3 separate regions of the Mus musculus genome follow, and regions 1 and 2 are each linked to region 3. Evidence: chromatin contacts called from public Hi-C data. All regions are on one chromosome and are shown on one strand. The core of a region is the stretch at or near the end of the contact, and the rest is flanking DNA. Distances in the headings are between cores, read along the strand shown.

Region 1 (3,396 bases), core at 713-3,212, 310 kb after region 3:
ACAAACACACACTTATACACACAGGAAGGCATGCACACACACAGAGGCATGCACACACAAGAAGGCATGCACATATACACACACACGCAGGCAGGCATGCACACATACATATACACACACTCACACCCATACTCGCAGAGTAGATGACAGTCATGGGAGATCAAAATTAAACTAAAACAGTAAGACACAGTGTAGCAGTGCTCTTTATCCCGTGACTAATGGCAAGGTGGCCAAGTTGTGTTTGCCTAATTCCAAATCAAATGCATTTTCCAACAGATCACGTTAATCTGAAATCATATAATGTGTCTTTTTTTTTTAAGAGGAAAAATAGTGGTACACTAAGAATTAAAATGAGAATTTTGTAGATGGTGGCATATGGCTACAAAGACGATTGAAGCACCCGCACCTCCTGCATACAGTCTTGTTTTTAATGATGAATAATTACCTAGCTTTGCTGGCCCCTCTTTATTGAAGGTTTCGTGGCTCATATTAAAGAATTCTTCATGTAAGATGCACTGACTTTTCAGTTCAGAGCATTCCCTCGCTAGAAGTAAAAACTGCTTTCTAATAACTCAGGGACAGTAACTATTTGAGCAGGCATGAATAGTAATCATTAGATCATTTATGTCTCCTATAACTAAATTTAATCCAAAAATCTCTACAATTCTGTCTTCCTAGTAATTAATCTATAAAACCATGCAACTGTGAGTGCTTAGAATCTCTAAGAATGTGTGTGTGTGTGTGTGTGTGTGTGTTTTGTATTAGTGGTAGCAAGATTGTTTTAGTACAAATGAACTCCAGTTGCAGTTTGTCTAATATCCAGAAATTGTGGAATTCTAAATAGCATCCCTGCATGTCTCAGGAATCTCTCTTGGCTATGAAGTGTCTGAAGGCTTTGAAGACTGATTTTCATTACAAGATGGGAAACACCTTTATAAATATATTTAAGAACTGTTACAACCTTCAATTTGAAATGGATCCTCATGAGGCAAAGCCTAGGGAGCCAGAGAATGCCTCCTTTTGACATGGATAGCCTGCCTGTCTGTGGCAAGGTATGGTGTTTGTGGTTTTTCAAAATCAAACCGATTCACATTCTTCCTGAGAAAAGGGTAAGAACCCATAGGGCACAGCCCTCAGGCCCAAAGGGCTTTTAAAACTACAAATGAAGACATAGATATCACCTTATTCTATGGATGTTCAAATGGTTCAAAACAAGATAGCAGCTCTGGTTGTGTGCATGCCAGGGAATGTATCAAAACTGAGATTAGTTAATTCTAATGGAAACTAAAGGAACCTGGGTAAAGGCAACTGGGTACTTTCCTTAACTGAAAATCAATCCTTTGTACAATTCAATTAAAATCATCAATAAAAAAAATCTTATTTCAAAAGTCCTAAGCAGCAAGCCTTCCCACAGAGCCCATCCCACAGACAGGAGCCTGCTCACCGACCTCTGAGCCACTTGCTGCCTGTTTTAATAAGTATTCAGAAATTATACTCAGACTTCAAAAGCAATTGTGAGGAATTGTTAGCAGGTTTATTAATGTTTTATGTTTTATTAAAAGTTTGGGTGTACATTTCACAATGAGCAACATCAAAAATCAGACTTTCTGCCTGTAATTTTGCTTCCTCCTGTCTTTCTGCCTTTGGGATTCTCTCTTCTCCTTTCATCAGCTGCCATTTTCAGCAGCATGCAGTAATTTCATGGCTCATTGCAAGCGCTGAAAACCTTTGAAACCACAAATGCTAACCTACCTGGCCTGCAGCCATTTAGGAAGAGATTAATTTAGCAAACAGAAGCAAAACACTTTCTACTTCTAGCCTGCGCATAATTTCACTTCTATCTATATTTATTTTACAGTGAGCAGCGTAATGACAATTTCAGTAATTGCAACTCTATAAAAATTTGCCTACCTAGCTTATCTCACTATCACAAGACTGTGAGTCAGTCAAGATTAGAGAGAGAGCAGCATGTGAAATAGCGCGGGCTGCATTCCAAAAATACGGACCTGCTGGAGAAGCTCAAGTGATGCTGTGCACTTGTTTATGTCCTTATCTATTGGGCAACCACTTCTTCCTGATGTTTGGATTGGGACGGGTGTGTACCTCTTTAATTCATGGTGATTTATGGGGGCCACTCTTCTTACAAACAGACCAATGTATTTGGAAGAGTAGGAGCACCAGCCCACTTCTGCAGACTTTGTTACAAATGGCTGTTCTGTTGCTGTCCAGCAATTTGAACAGAAGAGAAATTCCATCTGGGGCAAATTTAAACTATCATACTTGGAAGGAAATCAAGGACTAAATTAGCTCACAAACTGTTAGCTAAAAATAAAAGTTTTATTGTTTCTTCTCCAACTTAAAAATCCCACCATTGAAATTAACACTAATTATATCTACTGTATATTGTATGCATACTTTCTTTGAAGAGATCATTCACTGCTTCTCTTTATTCATGCTCATAGTTGTTACACAGGCACACATGTGCACATCATACCCACATATGCACATATGCACTTGCACACACACAATGAATCCAGACAGAAGTAATGCCTCAAACAAAATAATATTTAAGAAGCAAGAAAAAAAAACCACAATGAAAGTTAAAGTCAACCAATATATCAGAAAACATTTTATGGTTAATCCAACGGGGAGTAAATGCAAGGTGAATGTTGGCTAGAAGAGACTTCAGTGTGAGCCCGGAGACCCGAAGTGCTGTAGATTGACGCACAGTGGATGCAAAGCCTAGGACAGGAATGTTACATTGCTACCTGATACATACGTCAGAGTAGGAGGCTCTCTTGGTAGCTGATTATAGTGTTTGCTGTACAAAAAAAAAAAATAATAATTCAGAGGTGAGTATCCAGAGTTGACGAGTGAACCCTTCTGGCTTGGTTTCCTCCAAAGAGTTAGGAATTGAGTGGTCACTGAACGGCCTTCAGATACTGGATGGTTTCTCCAGTACTGCAGAATATCTGTGTTCTCCATTCTAGTTTGCAGAGATACTACCACTGGTAAAACTATGCACAAAAAAAAAAAAAAAAAAAACGGTGAAAAGGGGAGCAGCTAAGCACCATGTGCTCAGGGCTTTTCTACTCGATACTGTGCTCTATCCCAAGTTACAGCACTTGGACATGACTCTCTACTTCTTCACTTAGATATGAATATTCTGTGTGCTATAAAGGAAATTCCATGACACTAAACTTGTTTATGCTGTTTTTATATTAGCTAATTCATTTAACCATACAGATACACAGACGGCAGAAGGATGACTGGCCAACCCCCACAGATGTACACCTCCAATCTGGCATCACACAGCATTCATAAAACAAATCAACACAGCCTGGAACTTTTCCATGGTTTGTATTATACGATTGGTGTTCACAGAATCCTGGCAAA
Region 2 (3,734 bases), core at 627-3,126, 390 kb after region 3:
TCCCTCCATGGCCTCTGCATCATCTCCTGGTTTCTGACCTGCTTGAGTTCCAGTCCTGACTTCCTTTGATGATGAACAACAGTGTGAAAGTGTAAGCTGAATAAACCCTTTCCTCCCCAACTTGCTTCTTGGTCATGACGTTCATGCAGGAATAGAAACCCTGACTAAGACAACATTCTTACCAGATATTTCACAAATTTTAGCTGACTTGTATCAGAAGACTTGAGGAACCAATAACATTTGTTTTTTCTCTTCCAAAATCAAGAAAGCCAGGGACCCAGTTTAGTAATAATGAAAAAGACCGAACACCAAGACAAGAATATTTGTTATTGTAAATTGTATCTTAATTTTCCTACACCATTCATATGCAGCCATCTATATGGGAATTTAGGTGGAAAATGAAAGTAAAGTTAGATTCTTTTCCTGATAACTACAAAATGAATATTTTAAGAAAATAGGGCCAGAGCCCTTAAGGTAGCTAAGTCCAGTGTGAATATGGAATCTTCAATCACTTGTCTGTGGACAGAGATCAAGCTGTGTTTTATTATTGGCTTACAGAACTGCACCACAGTCTGGGAATTCAAGAGCAGAAGTGTGGATAACACATTCTTTAATTTTAAATGGAAAAGTGGTGCTCCATCTTGCTCAATATATTTTGTGTCCTCAGCTTTGTAACATCCCAGGCTTCTTAGAGGGAAAATGTATGTTAGGTTCTCCACATTAAACTGCAGGATAGAAATAGGGAGGATTGAACTTAGAATGCTGAAACTCAGTAGCATGAAAGATTACTATCTTTCAAGTTCCTCTCAAAAAAGTTCATAAGAGGGATAGCATTGACTCATGGGAAGGCTTTCATTGAATCATGGGACCACTTTCAATGACTCATGGGAAGGCTTGCATTGACTTTTGGTCTACAAGTAGATACATTTCTATAGCAAAAAAGCAAGTACCAGTGGAAAGAAAAGAATAGGGACAACACTTTCAAGGAGTGGGGGGAGGGGTCTTACAAGGACTCTGACCAGTCCTCTCAGAAGGAAAAGCTTGGGAACAAATGGTACCTTTTATTCACCTTCATGTTTCCTTGCTTGAAAGGTTGGTTTACTAATGAAAAATTCTTTATGAAGTGATTTATAGTTTTGAGAATTGAGTACTTTTAAACAGTATTTTATGGATTTTAGAAATAAGGAAAAAGTAAAATCCTTAAAAATTAAAACTACTGCTGGGCTTGGTGGCGCAGGCCTTTAATCCCAGCACTTGGGAGGCAGAAGCAGGCAGATATCTGAGTTCGAGGCCAGCCTTGTCTACAGAGTGAGTTCCAGGACAGCCAGGGCTATACAGAGAAACCCTGTCTCAAAAAAAACCAAATAAATAAATAAACAAACAAAATTAAAAATAAAAAATAAAACTACATTATATTTTGATCTTTCTGAAAAGCATAGAAGATGTTTATTAAGCATTGGTTTCCCACTCTCAATGCTTTAGGAGGAGCTAGTTAAACACAGCTGTACTCCCAAGGAGTGTGTTAGAGATACCTGTTGAGTGACTTTCCCAGATAGATGCCAATAGACCTGTTCTCCTTCCTCATGTGTTCAGTCACCTACTGAGGGTTTATGCTAAGTAGGAGAGGAGGGCTCAATTATGAAGAGTCAGGTTTCAAAGTCAGTTTTAAGATTATGTGCTCATATGTAGCCTGGCTGTTGAGATTCCCTGACATTTCTGGAATGATAAAGAATGAATATATTGGCCACCGAGTAAAGACACTTCCCTTCAGAAAGACTTTTAAAGGAGGTATATTATATTATTTCTCAATACCTTTTATCAACTAGATACTTCCTGTATCTTGAAGCTGATATTATTCTCAGAAGCCAGATGGCCTGCAACAGATTTGTTACACATCTATGACCAACTGTGCCATTAATATTTTTGTGAATGTGCCACTGTCTGTCTTTTAAATTTGTTAACTTTTATAATACATTGACTATCGAGTGTATTATATATTGTGCATATGACAAACATATTATAACTAAAAATATATAAACTATACATCATATCACTGGGTAGCATAATATAGCAGTTTATTTTATATTATGTGAATTTTGTGAATATGAAATTCCCCTGATGAAAAAAAATAGCATAATATTAATTACTGGCACCATCTGTGAAAGACAATAGGAAAACCGATATTTTAATACAATGACTTCATGCATGTCAGTTATCTTAAGCATTAAATGCTGCAGTTTTGTGGATGCCATTTACCTGTCTATTAATTTAAATAATGGTTGTACTTACAGAGGTTAAAACTATGAATAAATGAATTAAAATTAAATATAATGAAATATTTAAATAGGTGTAACATGAATCTGATTCATTCTCTGAGAACATATCCTGTATGCATGCATGGATATACAAATTACTGTGCCATCTGCTAGGTTTTTTACAGGTTGAGTAAGAATTTTCTTTACACATGAAAGACATATTGTAGAGTCTTTGTAGCGAAAAGATTCTGCAGTTGAAAAGGTTGAGATAAATGGTCTAACTAATGCCTGCCAATGGTCAGACTCCAGTGTCTTCAAAAGACAAGGGCAGGGATCATCGCAAGAAAGATAATTTTCTATTTAAATTTTGGGCTCCCAAACTAACATTTTGCTAATTATGACAATGGAGTCTGCTCCTAGCACCAAAGGACCACCCCTTTCACCCGTCCTTTGAAACTACTATAACCCGCCACCTGGTATGTTCTTTTTATATCCACTATAAACTACAGCTTTAATAAATATTTATTGGGGGGAACTAAAGAATCCTGATATGGAGAAGGGACCAGTGAAAACAAAGCTTTCTTCACTCTCAGTATTTCTCAAGCTTTTTTTGGTGGGGTGGGGGGTGGGAGGGAGGCAGAGCTCAAGCCTTGTTAGTACCCTGTGCTGTCCATTTCCCCTTACTGAATTCAGAGATCTGAATAATTTTAGGTGTGGCTGATAATTACATTTGCCAGATAAAGATATGGGTACACATTGAAATCTGCATTTCTAGCATCCTTTGTAATACATAATTAATCTATAACTTTCCTTGGATAGTACCAAATGACTATTATCAACCTTTTAAAACCATGTTCTGCTGCAGCTGGAAAGATGCTCACAGGTGAAGGGGACCTACCAGTTCCTAGGACAGTAAAGTTCTCTGTTGGGGAAGAAGAACTTTTAGATTATTTTGAGATCAAGAAAATGTGGCCTTTATTCAAGTTGCCTAATATGTTTAAGAGTTATGGCTTGCCAGTTTATTTACAAAGCTTGGCATCTGCTTTATGGGTGACATTAGAATTCAGGGTAGTGTTTGGCACTAGCTGATCACAACTCACTTGAGTTTTGAACTTCAGAGCTATAGGACTTTGGACATAGTTTTAAAATCACTTAATTTCTTTTCTAGGGTGGAGCAAATTGTAAGATTTGTTGCACACCTCTCACTAACAATATGCCAGCACAGAGTGTGAGTTCATCAGCCTGCAGTGCAGAATATGATAATTAGACCACCATAAATTATTACATATTACTCATTGTCTTAGGGTTTCCATTGCTGTGTAGAGACACCAACATCATAGCAACTGTTATAAAGGAAACTGAGTTTAATCAAGCCTGGCTTACAGCTTCAGAGGTTTAGTCCATTGCCATAATGATGGAAAGCCTGGCAGGTTGCAGGTAGACATGATGGTGGAGAAGCTGAAAGTCCTATATCTTGAT
Region 3 (3,608 bases), core at 396-2,895:
CACCCCGCACCGTCCTGCCTACATTCTTTAAGACTCCTAAGTCAGCAGGACTGAGTGGCTTAGCTAGGTTATTAGACAGTCGTGTGATCTTGGACTTGTCACAGTCTCCCTTAGGTCTCTCTTGAAGGCCTGGAGATGAAGCTGGAGATCGGCAGGTTCCCTTTAGTGTGAGCATTCCATGATGTACTTGAAAGGGGGACAGGTGTGATTCCTGGCGATTATGTCACCCATTCGTTTTTCCACTTGTCTGCATTATCCCTTTGACTACACGGGTGATAGTTGGAAGGCGGCCCTCCTCAGAGAGTAATGGCGCTCACCCTGTGAAGCCGAGAGAAAACAATTCCTCGTGCTCGTTTCAAGCTTGGGCTGGGAGGTGCCTTCAAGGCTTTCAGTCCAATTATAGAAATGCAGAGTCCCAGGTTCTTAATGTGTAGGTTTTATAGATATTCACTTTCCCAAGTTTCTGAGGGTTCGTAGAAATTTTTTGTGGTAGTTACAACCTCTGTTCTTCCAGGACTAGGGAAAAGCAAGTTACGGAGAGTCGTCATTTATGAACTTCACATGAACTATGCACGTAGGGCACGTAAGAATACATATGCAATTATCACCTTGACTAAGGCATAGAACATTCTGGAATCCCAGGATAATTTTTCTGTGTCTTTTCATCAGCACTTCTGCTCCACCTTACCCCAGAGCATAGCTGTTTGGCTTCTGTTTCCAAGCTTCATTTAGATGGAGTTGTTTGCACTTGGGATCTATCTGGAGAAGCTGGGATAAGATGTGGAAAAACAAGAACCTTCCAGAAAACAAAACAAAACAAAAACAAAAACAAAACAAAACAAAACAAAACAAAACAGGAAAGCCCCGGTTCCCCATAATTATCCTGTGACTTTCACATGTTTGTGGTGGCACGGGTGTGTAACCACACAGAACTCATGTCAAGTTCCCATCCTTTTTGATCAACACCGAGAGTTAAGCAATCAATGGTGGATCGGGGAAACAGCCTGTAGAAAACAGAGGAACTGAGTTTATTGGTGAGTCAAGGTAATTGCTTGGGGGTGGGGGCCGTAAATGACTCCTGGAGATATTTTAGTTTTTGAATTTTTGATGCCTGATTTTGGGCATGTCTCTTACAATGCAGTTGGAAAGGGTAAGACGGCAGAAAGAATCTCGTTTCTGAACAATGAGCTAATCACATGTCTTAGATGTTTAATTCACAAATGCTCCAGAAACACAAATAGCCTGCTATTCAAGATATGGCCACTAGATGGGGATCTTGAGTCAATCATAACTGGCCCACTCCCCCACTCCCTGATTTTTTTTTTTTTTTTTTTTTTTAAACCAGGGTTTGAATACATATGATGCGAGTTTACAATTTTGGCATTTCATGTTGTTGCTGAACTTTTTGGGGACAGTAATTTGGAGTGAAATGCATTTAGTTTTAAATGTATGAGCTTAATTAATTTTTCATCTGGGGTCTCGGTAGGGTGGAAGGGCCCCAATGTGCTGTGGCATGCTATTAATCCTGTGCTAAATTCTGGCAGAAGTTACTACTGCTTATTCACATTTCCCCACAGGGTGTGGTTAGTCGCAGTGGCTGTCACTGTACCTTATAACTGATTAAAAGTGGAAATCCTTACTAGACATTGCTCTCGCAGCAACCAGCAACTACACTTGGTTTTGTTTCCACAGGATAAGCGGGTTCCACGTCTCAACTTATGAAAAACACTAGCAGCAAGGGCTCACGTCTTTTGCTTTCTTTCATGTTAAATGAAATTCCAAAGTGATTTTTAGATGCAGCCACAACGCGACCTTATAGAAAGATCTTGAAATCCGACGTAAAGACCTTTTCTATTGGTGAAGGCAGCCATGCGACCGAGGAATAAAATTACGTTCGGCTGGAAACAGGGACTGAAGCGGTTTGTCCTCCCTAAGACGTTTCTAGCAAACGCAGGAGTTGGACGGCCTTGTCTGTAATGTGCTGACCGTCCACCTAGGGACAATGTGACCATTTGGTTTTTGGCTGCTATCTGAAATGAGTTTGAGTGTCTCAGCTCATTTCATGAGAAACACAAATAAAGGCCACATAATAAAACATGCAATTTGGGATTATTGCCAGTCTCTATTCAGAAGGTGCCCAGACCTCAATTTCTGAAAACGAAATTCTGTTCCACATAGATAGAAGCTCCTGGACTTCCAGACCGGCTCCAGTGGAGTCACGGGAAGGAAGAAGAGGAAATTGTAAACCACGAGGCATCATGCCAGAGGAAATGCCTCCGGTGACCCAGACTGAATGCCCTATGGTCTCAAAGACCCCACATTCAAACTGCACGATGTCTGGGTGTGCTTGACTCCAAGTCTCAGGCAGGGGCTATCCTCTGTCTCTGCTTTTCCATACCATGCTCTCTGCTGTATATCTTCCTTAAGCTGCGTAATAAAGAATGATAAGGGCTTCACTTCTTTCTGCCGTCACCTGACTCTGCCACAGTTCCAAGAACGGGGGCACCGGGGAGGTCTGCAGCAGTGTGGGCCCTGAGAGCTGTCTGTGGTCGTTCCACACTTCACTGCTCACTCTGGTGAGAGAAACAGACCCCAGGGGCTGGCTGCACTAGGGCAGGGAGAGGATCCCGGCGTGGACAGACTGTAGTGAAAGACCGTTTTCATAAGTATGGGACATCATCCAAGAAATGTCTCAGATTTCAGACTTTGATCCCTTTCAGCAAGTGAAGATTATTTTCAGTTGTTTATTTCTTTTTTGCATGTCTTTTTCTTAAGCAACAGTAAAGCATGTTCATTAGAAAAGTTGTAGTAAACAGACATGTCCTGTGTCCGGGGAAGTAACTGTTTGGAAGCCTATCACATAGATATAAACTCAGCCAGTGCCTTTCTGTATAGTGCACGCTTTGATCCGAGCTTGTGGGCATGCAAGTACAGTATTCCAAGAATAGTGGTCATTTTACAGTACAACTTCAAGGCTTTCGAAGACACGGGGCTGTCTTCTTGCTCTGTATTTTACCAAGTATTTATTTATAGCTTCACGGTTAACAGCTGCCTTGTATTCCCTGCTAAACAATCCCTTATTTTAGAAGAGTGCCTTCAACATGTCCACTTTATTGATGATATAAACAACACTGAAGTTACACTCAGAGAGTTTTACTGTATATGTCAATATATCTAATTTGAACAACTGACGGTGCAGATATCACGCTCCGTGTGGAAGGAATACCTTTGACAAGAGTATGGGGAATAGAAGTTGGCGGGTATAGAGGAAAGAAGAAGAAGCCCCCCTCCCCTTCCATGAGAAAATACCCTTCGCACGCACAAGCGTAAATATCCCATGTACGCCATTTTAATGTAATGGAAAGTGGTTACTTTAATCCCTAGAGTCCCTGGTTTAATGGAAAAGTTAGAGGGGACACAAGATGCATGAAACTGTTTTAAAGTCTTTGTTGGGCTTGGAATGATGAGAGTTTATGTAATTAATCATGAGGGGATGTTTTTAGTCACAGAAATGATCATTAGCACCGCACTAGAGTTAAGTAATCTTTATAGCAATATAAAAATGCCATTTTGCCCTTAGATCTTACCGAGATTTCGCTTCTCTTTTA

Evidence for each region. Hi-C and Micro-C count contacts between places; a contact is called where the count stands out from the background.
Region 1: a Hi-C map of cerebellar granule neurons shows a contact between it and region 3, with 1.9 times the contacts expected there. The contact joins two enhancer-like sites. A contact is called at or near these places in 3 of 15 datasets of contacts at CTCF or cohesin (the NIH/3T3 cell line, large pre-B cells and pro-B cells), 6 of 484 Hi-C or Micro-C datasets (cerebellar granule neurons, cortical neurons, embryonic fibroblasts and 2 more) and 1 of 9 other capture datasets (embryonic stem cells).
Region 2: a Hi-C map of cerebellar granule neurons shows a contact between it and region 3, with 3 times the contacts expected there. The contact joins two enhancer-like sites. A contact is called at or near these places in 2 of 15 datasets of contacts at CTCF or cohesin (large pre-B cells and pro-B cells), 3 of 484 Hi-C or Micro-C datasets (cerebellar granule neurons, embryonic fibroblasts and uterus) and 2 of 115 datasets of contacts at active chromatin or transcription factors (astrocytes and embryonic forebrain).

Annotation. Positions count from the first base shown.
Region 1 is chr15:40,474,104-40,477,499 of GRCm38.p6, forward strand. No RefSeq gene overlaps it. Among named protein-coding and RNA genes, the nearest start is that of Gm16294, 51 kb to the right of the region's middle. Within about 2 kb of position 1,963, at least 7 of the 459 cell types and tissues checked have an H3K27ac peak or open chromatin away from gene starts, as enhancers often do. A contact at or near this core is called in cerebellar granule neurons, where this site is marked.
Region 2 is chr15:40,559,970-40,563,703 of GRCm38.p6, forward strand. No RefSeq gene overlaps it. Among named protein-coding and RNA genes, the nearest start is that of Gm33431, 25 kb to the left of the region's middle. Within about 2 kb of position 1,877, at least 2 of the 459 cell types and tissues checked have an H3K27ac peak or open chromatin away from gene starts, as enhancers often do. A contact at or near this core is called in cerebellar granule neurons, where this site is marked.
Region 3 is chr15:40,165,621-40,169,228 of GRCm38.p6, forward strand. Gm33301 (predicted gene, 33301) reads left to right here. Exons shown (of 3, transcript NR_155350.1): 3 at 1,693-2,456. Among named protein-coding and RNA genes, the nearest start is that of Gm33301, 4.8 kb to the left of the region's middle. Within about 2 kb of position 1,646, at least 46 of the 459 cell types and tissues checked have an H3K27ac peak or open chromatin away from gene starts, as enhancers often do. A contact at or near this core is called in cerebellar granule neurons, where this site is marked.